Regions from separate parts of the Oryctolagus cuniculus genome. Here region 2 is linked to region 1. A link is a contact called in public Micro-C data. All regions are on one chromosome and are shown on one strand. The core of a region is the stretch at or near the end of the contact, and the rest is flanking DNA. Distances in the headings are between cores, read along the strand shown. Region 1 holds the start of SLC36A1 (solute carrier family 36 member 1). Region 2 has its middle 30 kb from the start of FAT2.

Region 1 (3,803 bases), core at 1,230-3,729:
ACAGTGAGTGCTCAGCACCTGATCCTTGAAGAGGTGCCAAGCATTTAAAGAAAAGAGACAGAGGGTGAGCATTTAACACCTGGCTTGACACTCCCATATCCTGTATTGGAGGGCCTGGGTTAGGAATCTTGGCTTTGTTTCTGATTCCAGCCTCCTACTAATGCAGACCCGGGGAGGCATGCCTTTCACATGGCAGATCCAGAGTGAACTCACCACTCCTAACTCTGGGCTGGCCCAGCCCCAGCTGTTGTGTGCATTAAAGGAGTGAACCAGAGGATGGGAGATCTGCCTCTCTGCCTTTCAAAAAGCAAAGAAAAACAACTGAGACACTCATGAGAAAGAAAAAGATGGAGTACTGAACATGAGAATGGTGATGTGAGATCAGAGGCAGGGGAAATTACAGTCTTACAAGTGTCCCTCTCTACCCACTCTCCTTCATGTCCCACATGTTAACAAGCCCAGTCCTAGAACTTCACAAAACCTCTGAATTGGAAGAAAAGTTAAACTGTATCTGGTCCAGCTGTTTACCCAGTACAGTACTGTCATCTACAACAGCCCCACAAATAACTGCACAGTGACAGCCACTTCCAGTAGCAGGAAGCTCGGTGCTCAGTGCTCCAATATGGGAGACAACCATTCCTTTCAAAGTTCCAAGTTCACACAAGAAAGTCCCTCACTTGTACTTCCACCCATTGGTCCTAGTTGTAGTCCCTGGAATACTACAGAATAAAAGGAATCCGCCTCCTGATACAACCATTGGAAGAGGCACACTCTGGATACCCACAGCTGCCACGGGAATGGGGTTGAAGGCACAGCCACAGGATTTCAAGGGAAAATGAAGAGCCAGGAACAGGCAGCTATAAATGACATGATCTAAAAGATCTGGAAACAAAGGGTGAGACTTAGCACATCACTGCTTACGGCTCTCACCGCAGGCTCACGCTCAGACTGAAACACCTGCCTTTTTTGTTCCCTTACTTCTTGGGAACATCTTTCAAGAAAACACGTTCTAAATGTGCAGGTTTGTTAACTACTGCAAACCAGGCTCCAGACAAAAGGCACCTTTAAGAGGGCCCTGATCACGTTCAAAATAATAAAGACGGTGAAAATCAGCTTGGGCTCTCAGTAGTTCACTGGGACAAAACACAAAGATGGAGAGGGGAGAGGGTTTCCATAGCAACTTGGGAATAAATTTAGAGGAAACAGCTTCCTGGACAACTGGATTAGTTAAGTCCTGTTACAAGGTTAGTTAGAGTACACAGGAAGGAAATAATTTCTGAGGAGAAAAAAAAAAAAAATACCAGACCTAGATACAGAGAATGACAGGCCAGGAGGGGCCCCGGAGGCCTCAGCCTCATCATGATACAGACAGAAACCGAAACGCAGGTGAGGATGGGAGCCCACCGTGGCCGATGCGGACCAGTCTCCCAGTGCTCCTGTCCCAGTTCTTTCCACCACGCCATGCTGCTATTTTATTTCAGCATCCTCGCAAACCACCAGTGTTGCTCAAATCTAACAAGTTCCAGGCAAAATAAGGCCAAGGCTTTCCCACTCTGCAAGTTACTGCCAAGCTCTTCTCAATCTCAGCCGAGCCACCACAGCCTCCCAGCATCATCCTCCGGTTCACATTCCATATCCCGGTACGATTTGCACAAAATTGCAGCTCGGTTAGAAAACGGACCTACAGAATGATGAGTTTGCAGAAACATCAGGAGCAAACAGGCAACCACACCCCGGGGCCACTTCAACCAGTGGAGGAGGCAGAGAGCTGCCAGAGAAAAGGGACGGGAAAGGGAGCTCCATCCAGCGGACAAGTTCCCTGCAGGAGGCGGTGTGCGGAAAAGCACCAACCAGCGGCGGGAGCGAGGTGCGGCTGCGAGCCGCCGGGCTCACCCGAACCCTCGAGCCCCGGCTTCCCCAACTGTGCTGGGGGCACGGATGACCTTCAGGGTCTGGGGCTCCGGCACTCTGTGCCCCAAAGTCTCTTAATCAGCAAGCCGGGCACGGGGCTCCCGCAGCGGGGAGGGACCGGCCCGGGGTCGCCAAGTCCTTTTGCGAGCGTGGAGAAGCCCAAGCTGGGTCATGGGGAGGCGCCTCCCCATTCTGAGACCTCCGTTTCCCAACCTGTCAAACAGCTCGGGAGACCCTCAACCCCACAGGGTCAGGAGAAACAGCGCGGCGGACAAGGGATCTCCACATCGCCTGGAATCGCAGCTCCGAGCCGGCAACCAGGGAGCCGCTCCGCGGACCCGCAGCTCAGGCGTGTCCACCCACTGACCGACAGCATCTGCTTCCCCCGAGCGGAGGACGAGGTGGGCCCTGCAGAAGGCGGTGACCGCGGCCAGCCAGAGCAGGCCTGCGCAGGAACTCACCGCTCGGATTCCGGCTCCAGCCCGGGCTCCGGCCGGCGTCGGCGCAGCCCACCTCCCTGCCTCAGCGCCGACCCCTCACCATCCTCCTTAGCAGCCGGGCAGCTGCTTCCGGACCCTGTCACGTGACTAAGGCACCCCAGCCGGAGGCCAAAGTCACGTGTTCAGTGCTGCTCTTCGCTCCCGGTGCTCAGGAGTTCTTCCCTATAGCACCCCCTGGCGACCTACTGCTGCCGTTGCAGCAAGGACCCTGCTCCTGGGGGCGGGGGGCTGGCTCTGGCAGGAAGGCGTGGATCTTGGAACGCGGATGAGTTCTGGAAAGAACACCCTTTCTCCGGTTGTGGGCTTGTGAAAGACTGCTAATTTTTAACACATCTCAACGAACACGTATCGCGTTTCTAATCAAGAGATAAAACAGCTTTTTAAACATTCCCTAGTCACGTTTCTAGATGCACAAAGTCTCACCTGTAGCAGCTACTGGAAATGGGACTGTGTGGTCGGGTAACATTATCTTTTACATATTTAGATTTTTAAAGTGACGTTTAAAAATGGATGGCAACGTCTCAGCATGTTTGAAAGGTATTATTATCTAGGTTTCTCCTCTTCCCTCCTCCTGTTTGCAGATTTTTCTTTACAAAATATGTAACAAATAGCCTTCAGGTCAAAACCTGCCACAAGAGAAAAGAAGTTCATTACTTAATGACAAAAGGGTCAATTTATCAGAGGACATAATAATTGTAAATATATGCGCCAAACACTGGAGCACTTAAATAAGTACATAATAATGAATACGGAGGGAGAAATAGGCAGCAGTATGGTAACAGGAGAGGAATTCAATGCCCCGCTTTCAACAATGGGTAGACCAGACAGAAAATTAATAAGGAAATCCTGGCTTTGAATTGCATTTTTGACCAAATGGGTCTAATGGACATATACAGAGCTTTCTTAAGGAACGTTCTCCAAGATAGACTATACACTAGGCCACAAAAAAAGTCTTTAGAAATCTAAGAACATTGAAATAATATCTAGGCCGGCGCTGCGGCTCACTAGGCTAATCCTCCACCTTGCGGTGCCGGTACACCAGGTTCTAGTCCCGGTCGGGGCGCCGGATTCTATCCCGGTTGCCCCTCTTCCAGGCCAGCTCTCTGCTGAGGTCAGGGAGTGCAGTGGAGGATGGCCCAAGTGCTTGGGCCCTGCACCCCATGGGAGACCAGGAGAAGTACCTGGCTCCTGCCATCGGATCAGCGCAATGCGCCGGTCGCAGTGCGCAGCCGCGGCGGCCATTGGAGGGTGAACCAACGGCAAAGGAAGACCTTTCTCTCTGTCTCTCTCTCTCACTGTCCACTCTGCCTGTCAAAAAAATAAATAAATAAATAGTATCTAGTATTGTTTCAGACCACAACAGCATGAAACTAGGAATCAATAACATGAGGA
Region 2 (4,053 bases), core at 142-2,641, 190 kb before region 1:
GCTCTCCTTCCTTCTCGGGAGGCATACAGTATAGAAGCGCAGAATACCGTTCCAGGTAGGAACGTGCTGTGCTGTGAAGGAAGGAAAGCAGGGAGCTATCGTGGAAAACGACAGGAACCAGTGCCCCTGTGGGGAGGGTGGAACATGGGACATGGGTCCTGCGGACTGCAGTGTGTAGTCTTGGGCCTTGGCCAGCCAGGGACCGGTCAGCCACGGAATGCCCAGCACCAGAGACCACCACAGATCTGCCGCAGACTTTCTGAGGTTCAGGGAGGTGGGGTAACGTGGCCACACGATGAGGCCGTGGAAAAGGTGGGACAGGAACCTGGATTTTTCTTCCCCCTATCCAGGTACCTCCCTATAGGGAGCTGCTAGGAGTTTTCAAGAAAAAGCCAGCTTCCAAGAGACAGGAAGAAATGAATCAGTCCAGGGCTGTGGAAGGGGAGGGCAGGGCTGCTGGCTTGGGCGAAAGCCATCAGCTGCGTTAACAAGGCCCTCAGACTTGAAAATCCCTAAACCAGTGCTTCCCTATCCTCCTCAAGAAACAAACCAAACTAAACAACCGTAACTTTTAGAAGAAATTGTATCAGTACCGCACATGGAAAATCAATAGCATATACCATGAAGATCAATGTGATAGAAATACAAATGCAGTGAAAAACTGTAATGTACTTGCAAATGTGCCCCTGCTTGTAGAACGCTGTTTAAGACGTTCTCTTCGATGATCAGAAAGTTCCAAGGAGAACAGAGTTAAGCTGAATTCAGTGTAACTCTCCTAACACCACCTGCTGGGCAGAAGCAGCAGGCAGCCCTCTCTGTCACACGGGGATGTGGCTCTTTGGGAGGTGACCTCAGCCCTGAAACCATCTGTGCAGCAGGAGTTGTTGGGCAGGCCTGCGGGAAACAGGGGTACTAGGCTCAAAGGGGCCAGAGAATGGCAGCTTCCTCCCTTGCAAGTGCGGCTGACTGCAGGGAGCTTCGTTGAGCCAAACGACCCAACGCTCTGAGTTCACTGCTGTAAAATCCTGCGGGTGATGGTTCCTGCCTTGCTAGTTGGGTACAGCATAGAGAAGGCAGTAAGTCACCAGCCCTGTCACCATCATCCCCGCATCGCCGCCACGGTGGTCTGTAACTCCCAGCGCAAACGTGAGAGCCCGGCTCCTTCCCCTCTCCGGCACGTGCGTCTGGGTTCTGTTAGGCAGTACCGGGTAGACTCGCGTCTGCACTGGTTTCGGCTACAGGACTGCAAGGATTAAACATGTCCTGCTAGAAACAGAAAGCAAGGACACCCTACAGAGGCAAAGGGGCACTGGACAGAGGGTTAGGAGTCTGGTTTCCAGGACAGCTGTGTGAGCTGGGACAAGTGACTGCTCTGGGCAGCAGTCGCCTCTTTAAATGGCAGGGGAGGGGAGCTGGCTGAGATAAGGCCATCTTGAGAGACTCCGAGATATCCTCTCCTGTCCTGAACAAGTTGTCCTAGAGACCAGCAAACTTGGGCCCTCCTAGGCCTCACAACCCGGTTTCCAGACGGGCCCCCAGAGCCCGCGGGACCACACCGCCTCCTTGCTGAGTCATCCGCCCGCGAGGCGGTGAGGAGGATCAGGGCGCCCCCTGGTGGGACTGCAGAGAAAGGCTCCCAGAGCTGTGGGGTGCCGCTTCCGGTCTCAGCAAGTCTAAGGCGCCACAGAGCTCATCCAGTCTGGGCGCTCTCATTTCCCAAATGTGGAAACTGAGACTGGGAGAAGCGGGAGATACTCCCCCAAGTAGGGCTGCCAGATAAAGCCCACGCCTCCCAGTTACATTCCAACTTCAAATAGATAACAAATAATTTCCTTTAGTGTAAGTATATCCCATGCAATATTTAAGACATACTGCTACCAAAAAATAATGTGCTGAGTATGTGCAGTGCCTGAACTTCAAATTTCACCTGGTGTACTGTCCTCTCCTCCCCATATGTGGCAATCCTACCTCCAAGCCCACGTGCTGAGTGGATGCCTGAGCTCAGTTTGCACAGGCGACACTGCAGGGCCTCCTCCTCCTTAGACCTGACCACTCAGTGTCTTCACTGAGCACGGGCATGGGAGGTGCCTGCTGACACTGTTCTGGGAGACAGCCGGTGGCAGGACATGTGAACCCTGCCTTTGACAATCACCAGGGGCAGGGGTGGGTCACACAGAGGGAGGAAAGGGGGTCCTCTCGCAGCGCCTGCTCCCACAGAAAACCACCTGCAAGATGTTAGTGATTGAGACCAAAGCCCAGCCAGCTTGCCCTGGTCGGGTCTGTTAGGTTGGAGAGGGGCCTGGCATCTGCATTTCTCAACATTTCCCAGGTGATTCTGATGCACAGCGAAGACTGAGGCTTCTGGGTTAGTTACAAGGAAGAAAGGGAAACTGCTTGCGTGGGACCGATTCTAACTGGCACCTGCCAGTCTTCACTGAGCCTAAGACTCATGGGTTTGGGGTGAGGATGGGAAGGGATATTTAGAAGGCAGATTCCCAGGTCTACTTCTAGATGGAATAGGTCCAGGGCAGGCCCCTGGAATCTGCCTTTTTCTGAAGATTTATTTATTTATTTGAAAGAGTTACAGAGAGAGGGAGAGAGACAGAGAGAGAGAAAGCTCCTCCATCCACTTCTTCATTCCCTAAATGGCTGCAACAGCTGGGCTGGGCCAGGCCGATGCCAGGAGCCTAGAATTCCATGAGGGTGGCAGGTACCTACTGCTCTCCCAGGTGCATTAGCAGGGAGCTGGATAAGAAGTGGAGCAGCTGGGAATCAGGATTTGAAACAGCACTCGTATGGGATGCCAGTCATAGGCCCAACCCACTGCACCACAATGCCAGCCCTATAGTCTGCACTTCTGAAAAGCACTGACCTATAGTGTTCCTAACGGAAGTGAATGTGGAGAAATGGAAAATTTCTTAAAAGCAGTTAATGATGATATGAATATTCATTGTTCTATTTGCTCTAATTCAAATATTGCATTGCAAATACTTTTAGGGCTGAGGTATATTTTGGGGACTTGCATTGCAGGTGGACTGAAGGCCACATCAACACTTGCTTAGAAGAGTGGGGAGAGCCACCCACTTCCCAGTGTGGAGCAGGGGCCTTCCTGAGTACAAACTTTGGGACAGTCCAGGGAAGTTTTTGCGGGAGATGGGCAGGACCTGAGCTTTTAAAAAAGTAACTAATTAATTTTCACTTCATTTGAAAGGCAGAGAGAGAGAGAGAGAGAGATCTTCTGCTTATTGGTTCACTCTCCAAATGTCCACAACACCCAGGGCTGGGCCAAGCCAAAACCAGGAGCCAGGAGCTTCATCCAGGTCTCCCATCTGCATGGCAGGGGCCCAAGCACACAAATTAGCAGGAAGCCGAATCCAAAGCAGAGTAGCCAGAACTTGAACCAGACCTCTGGTATAGGATATGGACACTGCAAGCAGCCACTTAAGCCACTGCACCAAACACCAGCCCCAAGGATCTGATTTTGAAGGGTGGGGAAGGCTCAGAGTCAAGGGAATTATCACAATCTGAACACGAAGGTAAGTGCCTAGACACTCAAGCTGCATCTGTTCCCGGATGCTGCCCCACACACGACTAGTCTCCTAGCACCACTCCCTGAGTCACTGCACTCCAGCCACAGTGATCTTTCTATTCCTGAAAGCTGTCAAAGTCTGTCATGCCCCAGGCTCTTTACACCTGCTGTCCTCTGTTTGGAATGATACTCCTCTCCCGGATTTTCATTTAGTCCCTCTCTCTTCATCACCCTCAACTCAGAGTTCAAATGTGGCCTCTTTAGAGAGGCTTTGCTGTCTAGTTCTCTTACAGTTTCCCTGCTTCATTTCAGTGATGGCAGGCTGTAATTACCATCTTGTTTATTTGCTTTTGTTGCCTGCCTGAAACCAAGCCCCCATTCCTAATGCCTTTGATGTAGACTTTATCAGGCCCTAGTCTTTCTCCCTTGGCTTACAGTTCCTCCATCTCCACTGTGGTGATTACAAGTCAGCTCCTTACTACAGATTAACTCACTAAACGAAGGGAGTGGTACAAGGATCAGAC

The links. A called contact is a pair of places that touch in the nucleus more often than the background predicts.
Region 2: a Micro-C map of ear pinna shows a contact between it and region 1, with 5 times the contacts expected there. The contact joins the enhancer-like site here to the promoter of SLC36A1 in region 1. A contact is called at or near these places in 4 of 6 Hi-C or Micro-C datasets (ear pinna, psoas muscle, skin fibroblasts and 1 more).

What each region holds. Positions count from the first base shown.
Region 1 is chr6:38,456,100-38,459,902 of mOryCun1.1, reverse strand. SLC36A1 (solute carrier family 36 member 1) reads right to left here and starts at 2,479. Exons shown (of 11, transcript NM_001082183.1): 1 at 2,373-2,479.
Region 2 is chr6:38,643,064-38,647,116 of mOryCun1.1, reverse strand. No RefSeq gene overlaps it. Among named protein-coding and RNA genes, the nearest start is that of FAT2, 30 kb to the right of the region's middle. Within about 2 kb of position 1,391, at least 2 of the 8 cell types and tissues checked have an H3K27ac peak or open chromatin away from gene starts, as enhancers often do. A contact at or near this core is called in ear pinna, where this site is marked.